Regions from separate parts of the Xenopus laevis genome. Here region 2 is linked to region 1. The links are chromatin contacts, called in public Hi-C maps. All regions are on one chromosome and are shown on one strand. Each heading gives the region's core, a stretch centred on a gene start, on an enhancer-like site or on the middle of the called end of the contact. The rest is flanking DNA. Distances are from core to core; before and after follow the strand shown.

Region 1 (4,540 bases), core at 590-3,089:
TTTACATACATGGTATAACAGTATTTAACACCCATAGGTATAATTATTATTATTCTTTAAAAAGCCATCTAAACATTCCCAAAACAACACTTCTTAGTATTATAAGCTCACATAATGCTGTACACTTGTATGGAAAAAGACCCCCTCTAAACTAAACTACAATATTAAAATTCAGAATAGTAGAAAATATTGGAGCTATTTAGAACACCTTGTGCACCTCTAAGCATATTAATGATGGTAATCGACACTTGGCACAAAGAAGCCACTACTTACGTGGTTGAGTTGGCAATATAGCCTGATGGGCAATCTGGCATGCACTCTCCCTTGTGGATGACGTATGGAGGACAGGAGTTATCCCGTGAATTTTGGCACCTGCTGTTCAATTCTTGACAGGTATTGAAGTCAATGCAGCGCCAACCCTGGAACTGGTAAGACCCTTTGGGACATGCAGTGACACATACACCCTCATTCTGGAAATGCCGGCAGGCGGTACACTCAGATGGATCATTAGGCTTGCGGCAGCTTCCTAGGCACTCTGGGTGGCAGCACTGTCCATCTGGCAAACAACCACTCCCCTTGCAATCTGAAGGGCACACTGTGCACAGAACAGAGAAAGTTTGTAAGAAAGTGAGCACATAGAACCAGTACTTTCAGTTTGTACAAATTGTCATTTTTTTTCTAGTCAATGGCTGGTTTTTCCCTACACAATAGAATGGATAGTAGCAGTAGTCGTCCCTTTTCAGATCTGCCTCTCGTGCCAACACTGTTGTTAGCTACTTAGCAAGCGACAAAGCAATTGGTCTGTATGCACACATTACTAAAGTACAAAAGTGTTATTGATTATGTTGTCAACTATATACACAAATGAAAGTTGACATTGAAGGTAAAAACTCGTTCCAGGATCCCCACAATTTCCACAGACCTTTACACAAGGGTGTATAAGGGTAACTGGGCCACTATATGAAAAAAAGATGTCTAGTACAAAGACTGAGCAACCTACAGTTACCCTTAATCAGGGAGTAACAGAGATTAGAAAACACAGTGATAGTAGGATAGCAGATTTCTATGTTATCACCCACAGTCGGCCAAAATGCTGTAGTACAACTGCGCACAGCACACTGATAGCTGCATGCTATCAAGGGATGCTGATAGTTGTAGTTCAACAACATGCAGGGTACTGGACCAGAGTATACTCTTTCCAACCTCTGTAAAAAATATACATTCAATCTCAGTTGTTGATGTGTGTGCTTAATGCAATATTCTTGAACCAATGGCCCCTACAGTAATTCTGAACAGTACTAGGATGTTAACGGTTATTAAAACAAATCTGCAATGATGAAATATCTGGTAAAACAAAAAAACAGTGGGTTTTTTAAATGAGAAATCCTGATTTGGGTGAACTCAGAACCTGTCATTCTGCAAATGGCATACATGGGGTGAGAAGGCAGCTTGCCTCACTGAGCTCACTGAAGGAAATGTTAGTAACGGGTTTCCAATGTATCACAGGTGCAGCTTTAGTAGGAACAGCGGTTATTCTTTATATTTATCAAGGCAGGTAGAGATGCTGAAGAGATATATAGGTATTGCTATCTGGCAGCTACTTGCAGGCACAAACACACACACGCTCCACAAAACACACACGGATATAGATATAGATATAGATAGATATATATATATATATATACACACACACACAAATACGCAATGATTACAAAACCACATACTATTATCTTCCAGCTCCAGGCTTATTCCAATCCAGAACTTTGCTGTTGCCCAAGCGCCGCCCTCACCCTTAGCCAATCCCATGGCAGCTGGAAACAGACCAACCTGGGATCTGCCCTCCTCCCTCCCTCATCCCAGCTCTCCTCAGCTGCTCCCCCTCCACCAAATACTGGATGTACAGAAAAGAAACTACGCGATTAACCCCTTTAATGCCAGCGCAAGGTTTAGATAGAATCAGCTCATCCAATGAAGGTAAACATCCATTCAACATAGCACTAAACACTTTTAAATTAAATGACTCACACAGGGAGGGATTAATCTTGCTACTGCTGCGGAACACACACACATAGCAACAAATATTTGCACAAAGTGACATGCAGTTCAGCCCGCGGAGCTGCCTAAAAGGATTCCTAGGAAAGGCAAAGTGACTACCGATATCACATACATGGTGAGGCACACTCTCTCATCATAAGCGGATGTGCTGCTTTACTGCCTGTCCTGTTTACTTAGATTGAGGAACAAGGATTAAAGCTGTTTTGGAACTGACTGAGAAAGTAGCAACACCTCCCAGAGCTCCAGCTGCTGTGAGCCTATGAACTACACATCCCAGCATCCTCTTCATGCCACCATCTGAATGAAAATTCTACGTGTAATAGAGACAATGCTGCAAAATGACATCTTAGTCATAGATCAGCTGTCCTTAGAGCAGACCAAATTATTTGACAATATCTCTATGGTCAGACTCCAATAAAAAATTGTAATGACCCCCTGGATAAGTCTAGGTAGAAATTTCATTATGGAAGTTTGAGCAAACGTACTTCGTCATTTTGATATGTTCCTAGAAAAAAAATTTACTATCTACATTACTTAGCTACTACAAACCTCCTTATTCTAACCCTAACCTGAATCTGGAACCTTACATGATGATTAAATTATAATAAAATCTGCAGGAAATATATAGTGAATAAAGTACCCCCTGTTGTAAAATATAAGGATATTATAAGTTACCAAGGAGTTTCATGACCATATAAAAACACGAGGCCGTAGGCCGAGTGTTTTTATACAGGTCATGGAACTCCGAGGTAACTTATAATATCCTCATATTTTACAACAGGGGGTACTTTATTTATTATAATACACAAGTTTCAGTGAGTCATGTGACAGAAATGACATCAGAACTCACCGTTTATAACTGATGACATCAGAACTCACTGTTTATAAGGATATAATTTACAGGATATTCATGGCTTTTGTGTATTATAAATGTATAAATTATTTTTAAAGACTGTTCCCCTAGGCTTGGGTCACTGTGACCTGTGTGGTAAATACATACATGTCTGCATCTAACTACAACTACCACAGTGCTCTGGCAGCCACAAATCCTCTTATAAATAAGAAACACCTGGGATTCACAGGACAGAGATCTCCCCCAAATCCTGCTACCACCATAAAATATGCCAAAACCTGCAAATGTAGGTTGCAGTGATAAACATTTAAAAGTTACCCAGACCTCACAGTATACTCAATAACTGAACATTTTTTGCCGCAGCTTAAAGCAGTTATTTCTTCAAAAGATTACAAAGAATAAATAGTAAAACCCCTTTTTTTCCCAGTAACCCAATCCAGGGCCTTTAGACAGGCTGGTAATTCCAGCCATGCTGCATACCAAAGGCAGGAGCGTCTGAAGCGTCAAAATGGAGCCCTTATAGAAACACAAAAATAAGGAGGTATTTAATAAATATACAGAAACAAAATATTTTGATGAATTTATGAGACAGGGTAGAACAGTAATATTCACAGGCAGCATCTGTTAATGCTTCCAGTGCCTTCACAGAGCGTTGTATGTCCATTATTGCATGGTCTGATTTTTGACATTCTTTTACTTATATGCTTCCTGTTATGTGTCAACTGGTACATAAATACCCTTAAGGGCTCTTACACACTGGCTCCTAAAAATGCATGTTGAGCTCATCAAATGCAAATATTGTGTTTGTATACCTTTTTAAATGCAACCAAGTGAGTTTTTGTGAGGCCAACCTGCAGGTCTCTATCATATTGTAATATAGAATGGATTGTATTATGAATATACTGGAGAGTACAACAGGCAGAATATATAATGGAATCATTATATATATTACTAAGGATGCACCGAATCCACTATTTTGGATTCGGCCGAATACCGAACGGAATCCTAATTTGCATATGCAAATTGGGGGTGGGAAGGGAAAAACATTTTTTTACTTCCTTGTTTTGTGACAAAAAGTCCTGCGATTCCCCCCCAACTAATTTGCATATGCAAATTAGGATTCCGTTCAGCCGGGCAGAAGGATTCGGCCGAATCTGAATACAGCTGAAAAAGGCTGAATCCAAATACAGCTGAAAAGGCAGAATCCCGAACCGAATCCTGGATTCGGTGCATCCCCAATAATTACAATTATTTAACAAAACGACTCTGTGCTTGTGTTTTTACACAGGGCTGCCATACTAGTCCTCCAGCCAGAGCTCCTAGGATACTCATTTCTCAAGAAGAAGTCCATACCCTGACCATGACTTTTAAAGATCAAGGTCTTGCCAGCGAAATCGAGAAATTATACCTTTGTAATTAATCAGAGGATCAATTAAAAATACAAAACTAGAGAGGGGATACAAAATAAGTAAAAACACTTCAACTCCTATTCTCCTTATAAAATACGTTTAAGGTTAAAGCCTTGTAAAATCCTTGTTTTTTTCTGTTTCGGTATATTTCACTGGTTTAAAAAGATGTGAAATAAGGGTCTTGGACTTGGATTCACTGTACTATTACAGGAATCCTAAACCT
Region 2 (4,575 bases), core at 1,915-4,414, 45 kb after region 1:
GTCCCCATAAACGCAAAGATCTTTCGTTGCCGAACGACTTTTAGCGAAGTCCGACCAATTCATCGAATTATCGTGCGGTTAGTGGGATTCGAACGGTCGTACATCGTACGATTTTTCTACTGACATCTGTCACAAAATTGATTGGCCAGGTTAAAAAATCTTTATCGGTCCAAGTGCAATCTATCTATGTTTGCAGGGCCAAGCAGGGAGCTCCCCTTCAGTTTTGTTGGCAATATCGCCTGAAATGGTCTTTTTAGTTGATGGACACATCGTACATTTAAACGATCGTTTCGAAATATTTGTGGTCTCACAATAACAATTGGATCTTTTAAAAATCTTTACATCTATGGCCAGCTTTAGTAATGTGAGGTGTAACAAACAAAGGATATATAAAGCATTATGCAGAGATACAGGGTTATATAACATTGAGTATAAAAAGGCACTTTTGGAAGGGTGTTATGTAAAACATTTGATGTTGGTACAGGAAGGGCAGTTTCAGTAAAACTAAAATGTGCAGAGAAGGTGTAATAGGCTGCATTACTGGGAGATATTTAATGGGATTAATGGTGGATTTATAGACACACTAAAGAATTTATAGAGAGGCATATTGAGCAGCATAATTTATAGAGAGGCATTAAAAGAGCAAAATGAGATATTTATGGGTTTAGTAATAGAAGTCAATAGGAACTAGGTGAATAAAGGGAAATCACTGTATCAAATTTGAACAGCCAGCTCTATGTTCAGATTTCAGGACATTCATGGCAGTTACACAGGTTGTTGATGCTATTATTAATCTAAAATAACACTTTTTCAATTCACTGGAATGCTAGGTATTTAGTTTCAAATTAAAATAATAAATAAGGCATTACAGGAGCTTTTTTTGTACCAATGACTTTTTATATTAGTTGTAAGAATGCAGTTTATTGCTGCAGAACACAATGTAAATTGCAAAAAGATGAATTTAGTGCAGAAACCGACATGATGTAAAACACCAAGTAACCAGCTGTGTTGTAACAGCTCATGAGTTGCTGCCACGTGTAACAATGTTATGATCAGCTATGAAACATATTTTATATTATGTAATCATTTGCAGTACAACCGAAACGTTACACTAATTCCAGCAGTGGAACACAAAAGTTTATGTAGTAAGGTAGCCAATTTTATATAAAGCCAGCGTGGCTACTTTGGGAGAGAGAAAAGCTTTTTTTGCAGCCCATGTTGCTCAGAGCAACATGATATAAACATATATTGAATAACCTAATAATTTTAGAGCCAGGGGAATCATGGTTATCAGTCTGCTAGTATTTGACCTACCCACACTTACGGCATAAAAAGAGCAAACCGAGTGAGCACTTTCCGGATACATCATAACCTTGTAATAAAGGAAGACATATGGCTCACACCATACATAGCTGCCAACATCTGAAAAACGATTGCCAGGAACACTTTGCAGCTGCCTCAAATAGGATATGCAGTAAAAGGGAGCAACAGTAGACTGTACTCGCCATTTCTGAACAGACATTATAATTTACCCAGCATTAACGCTTGCTCTCTAGCCAAAGGAAGTGCTCACATAAGTGATTTTGTCTCTGAAAACTCTACAAACATACATTGGCAGACGTTAGTGGAGCAACGTGTGGGGTCTCCTAGGTTGCCATCTGGCCGGTATCTTACCGGCCTGGTCGGTAAAAATGATGGCTGATCCCTATGTTATTAATAGGGAAAGATGATAAATATATAGGAATGCCGGCATTGTTTCCCAGAAAAGGTGGCAACCCTAGCTCGGGCTGTCACTGTTCAGTTGTACTGACTATATTGGAGTACAATATATTTAAAAAAGGTATCATTTCCCTCAATTGACACAGAACCAATTCCAATCTCCAGCTGTGAAACCTTCTGTTTTTTGTAGAATACCAACAACCTCCCATCTGTGTCTTTTACGCAGAGAAGGAGACCAAAATTTGCCCTTCCATCCAGTACATTTTCTGTCGGCATTTCAATATTTTCACCATAACCAGTTGCACAACCAGTTTCTGAAGTGCAACCCTACTCATGGCATTATTCCTAGTACACGTTCTCCTTAGTAAGGTTGTCAGTGTGCATGGCTCCTGCTACCAAGCCCTGACACACATACAATCCCTATGATGAAGGGTTTCAATCTGCAGGTACACACACACACACCATTGCGTGGAAAGCATATGCCACACGCACATTCAATGCCATGTGGATTGTCTCTGTGCGTATGTCCGGATTAGGAGGAGGGATGAGCTGGCAACACTAAACGGTTCCACGTAGTAAAATTCACTTCACGTGTAAACAACACAATATACGCTTCCCATAAAGTATAGAGTCGAATGATATGAATCTAACGTCACTATTAATTCGATTTTCAGCTGCTCAAGAGGGCCAAGTAGGCGGTGGCCCCAGTAGCAGGCCCCAACCCCACCCCCAACATGTTTACAATCTCAAATGAAGAGGCCTAGCTCACCGCACCGAGCCGGCCGCCTCCATTTTAGCAGTGTGCGTCTGCCCTCACAGAGGCCTGAAACGTCAAATGCAAACAACACCCCTACCAAATAAAAACTATAAGCAAAAGCGGCTACATTTCTACACAGAAGTCTGGAAATCAAACATGCTGATCACTAAGCGTTATTAAACAACTACCAGACCCGCCTTTTGACAAGGGGCGCTCTGGGAGTTGTAGTAGGTTGGACTCCCATAGAATAACGTGTGTAACTAAGAGAAAGAACTCATCACTAGGTTGCTATTTAAGTGTAAGCAGAGAACTCCATACCGCTCCCTAGTATGGTTACACATGGAATATTTATACACCAAATATCATACTCACTTTTGCCGTCGCTTTGGTCGCACAGAATAAGCATAAAAATGGTGATTATTCCCACAAGTGACTTCCAGCCCACCTTGCTATTGGGGTTATTATTGGGGTGCCCCTCACCCCTCAATACACCCTGTCCCATGCCTATAGCTCAGCTCCCCCACCTTGTAGTAGTATTTCCCCAGCAGCAGCTATAGGGGGGGAGTCTGGCTTACTAAAATTGGCAAGGACAAAAGGTAAAAAAAAAAATAATTAAAAATCCAATTAAGAACAAAAAACAATGTCCCTAAGTAAGGTCTTTATTTAATGCTGTGATTGTGACAGCTCAGATACTGAGGCAGCATGGTTTATAAAAGCAGCTTCTAGAAAGGAATCTACATATATGTAAATACAGATTTCCGCTCCAAATACAACGTGATTAGGTTTGGAATCCCTCCAGATATTCTTATTTTGGAAATCCCCTCTCTTGTCAGCTGGGGATTCTCTTTAGAAATACTTGTATTGTTTTGTTTTTTCCCCAAGCCGCCACTGAGCTTTTTTTTAAAAAAAAAAAAAAAAAAAATATTCAAATCCTGTAAAAAAATATTTATGGAAAAAAAAAAACTTTCTCCCAAGGAAATCGGTTTAAAAAAAAAAAGGGAAACAAATCTTTTTCCTTTCCTGTGTTCTCATAAACTGTGTTTCCACCCCAAAATAAGCAAAAGGAGGAGGAGGAGGGGGTGAGAAGAGAATATTTCCTGATGATTAATTCGGGCTGTATCCGCAATATGGACAATGCCAAGCTGTGCTGCTGGGGTCGTGCATGTGTGGATTCTTCTATGGGGCCCAGCGCATGATCCTCAAACACTTGATCGCTCCGTGTGTCTTCAGCCCCCGAGACACTGCCGCAAGAATCTCGTTGATCTGTAGCTCCCTGATCTGGAATCCTGGCACCGTGTTCCTTCTTCCGTTTTCCCTCCGCCCAGGGAATTATAGACGGGGAAAAGTGTGTAAAAACAAACGAGAGATTAGTGCTAAAAAATAACCATGAACATATATGTTACTAGTTCTTTGCAAAGTCTCTCCCCCCACCCTTTCCCAGCCAGTATCCAACCAGTAAACAAGAGCTGTTAGTCAGCTGGGAGAGAAGAACTGGCTTGTGTAAAAACCTGGCCCGGAGCACGGCTAACAGAATGGATTCCCTTCCTCCTATTTCTACTGGATTGATTCACAAACACTTCAAAGCACAACCATAACAATTCCCAAGGACATAGTTAGGAGAAAACTGGGTGAATTGGAAGCAAAACAAGCCTGGGGCATGTTAGTTTATTCTTAACTGTTTTTTTTTGTGTTTTAAATAAATTGCTTATACTTTGTGAAAAGTGGATGAAGTTGAAGTTGTTTTACAGGTTATTATTGTTAGTTTATACATAGAGGATCATTGGCTGACGGAAAACACAGCTTAGAAATATGTATATGTATTCTAACACAGACAAAACAGCTATAGGGATGGTCTAAACCCAAGAGCTTACAGGTGATTTAATGTGTTTTATTTGTTTTGCTGCGCTAAAATATAATTGTATTAGCAAAACAGCCACAGCACAGACCAACAAGTCATTTAAGGGGGCAAGTACTTTGGAAGTCACATGCAGGTCTGGACTGGCAATCTGTCTGTTCTGGCAAATGCTGCTATAAGGTGCCATAGAAAGTCGGTATTTAGTGGGCTGGTTGGGGCTGTTTGGGCCTCTTTATGGGCTGAT

The links. Hi-C and Micro-C count contacts between places; a contact is called where the count stands out from the background.
Region 2: a Hi-C map of the XL177 cell line shows a contact between it and region 1, with 2.2 times the contacts expected there. The contact joins the promoter of insr.L here to the enhancer-like site in region 1. A contact is called at or near these places in 2 of 4 Hi-C or Micro-C datasets (the XL177 cell line and the XTC cell line).

What each region holds. Positions count from the first base shown.
Region 1 is chr1L:121,548,547-121,553,086 of Xenopus_laevis_v10.1, forward strand. insr.L (insulin receptor L homeolog) reads right to left here. Exons shown (of 21, transcript NM_001088233.1): 3 at 274-595. Among protein-coding and RNA genes, the nearest start is that of LOC108696815, 33 kb to the left of the region's middle. Within about 2 kb of position 1,840, at least 1 of the 7 cell types and tissues checked has an H3K27ac peak or open chromatin away from gene starts, as enhancers often do.
Region 2 is chr1L:121,591,913-121,596,487 of Xenopus_laevis_v10.1, forward strand. It overlaps insr.L (insulin receptor L homeolog), which reads right to left and starts at 3,165. Exons shown (of 21, transcript NM_001088233.1): 1 at 2,849-3,165. The coding sequence starts at 2,978.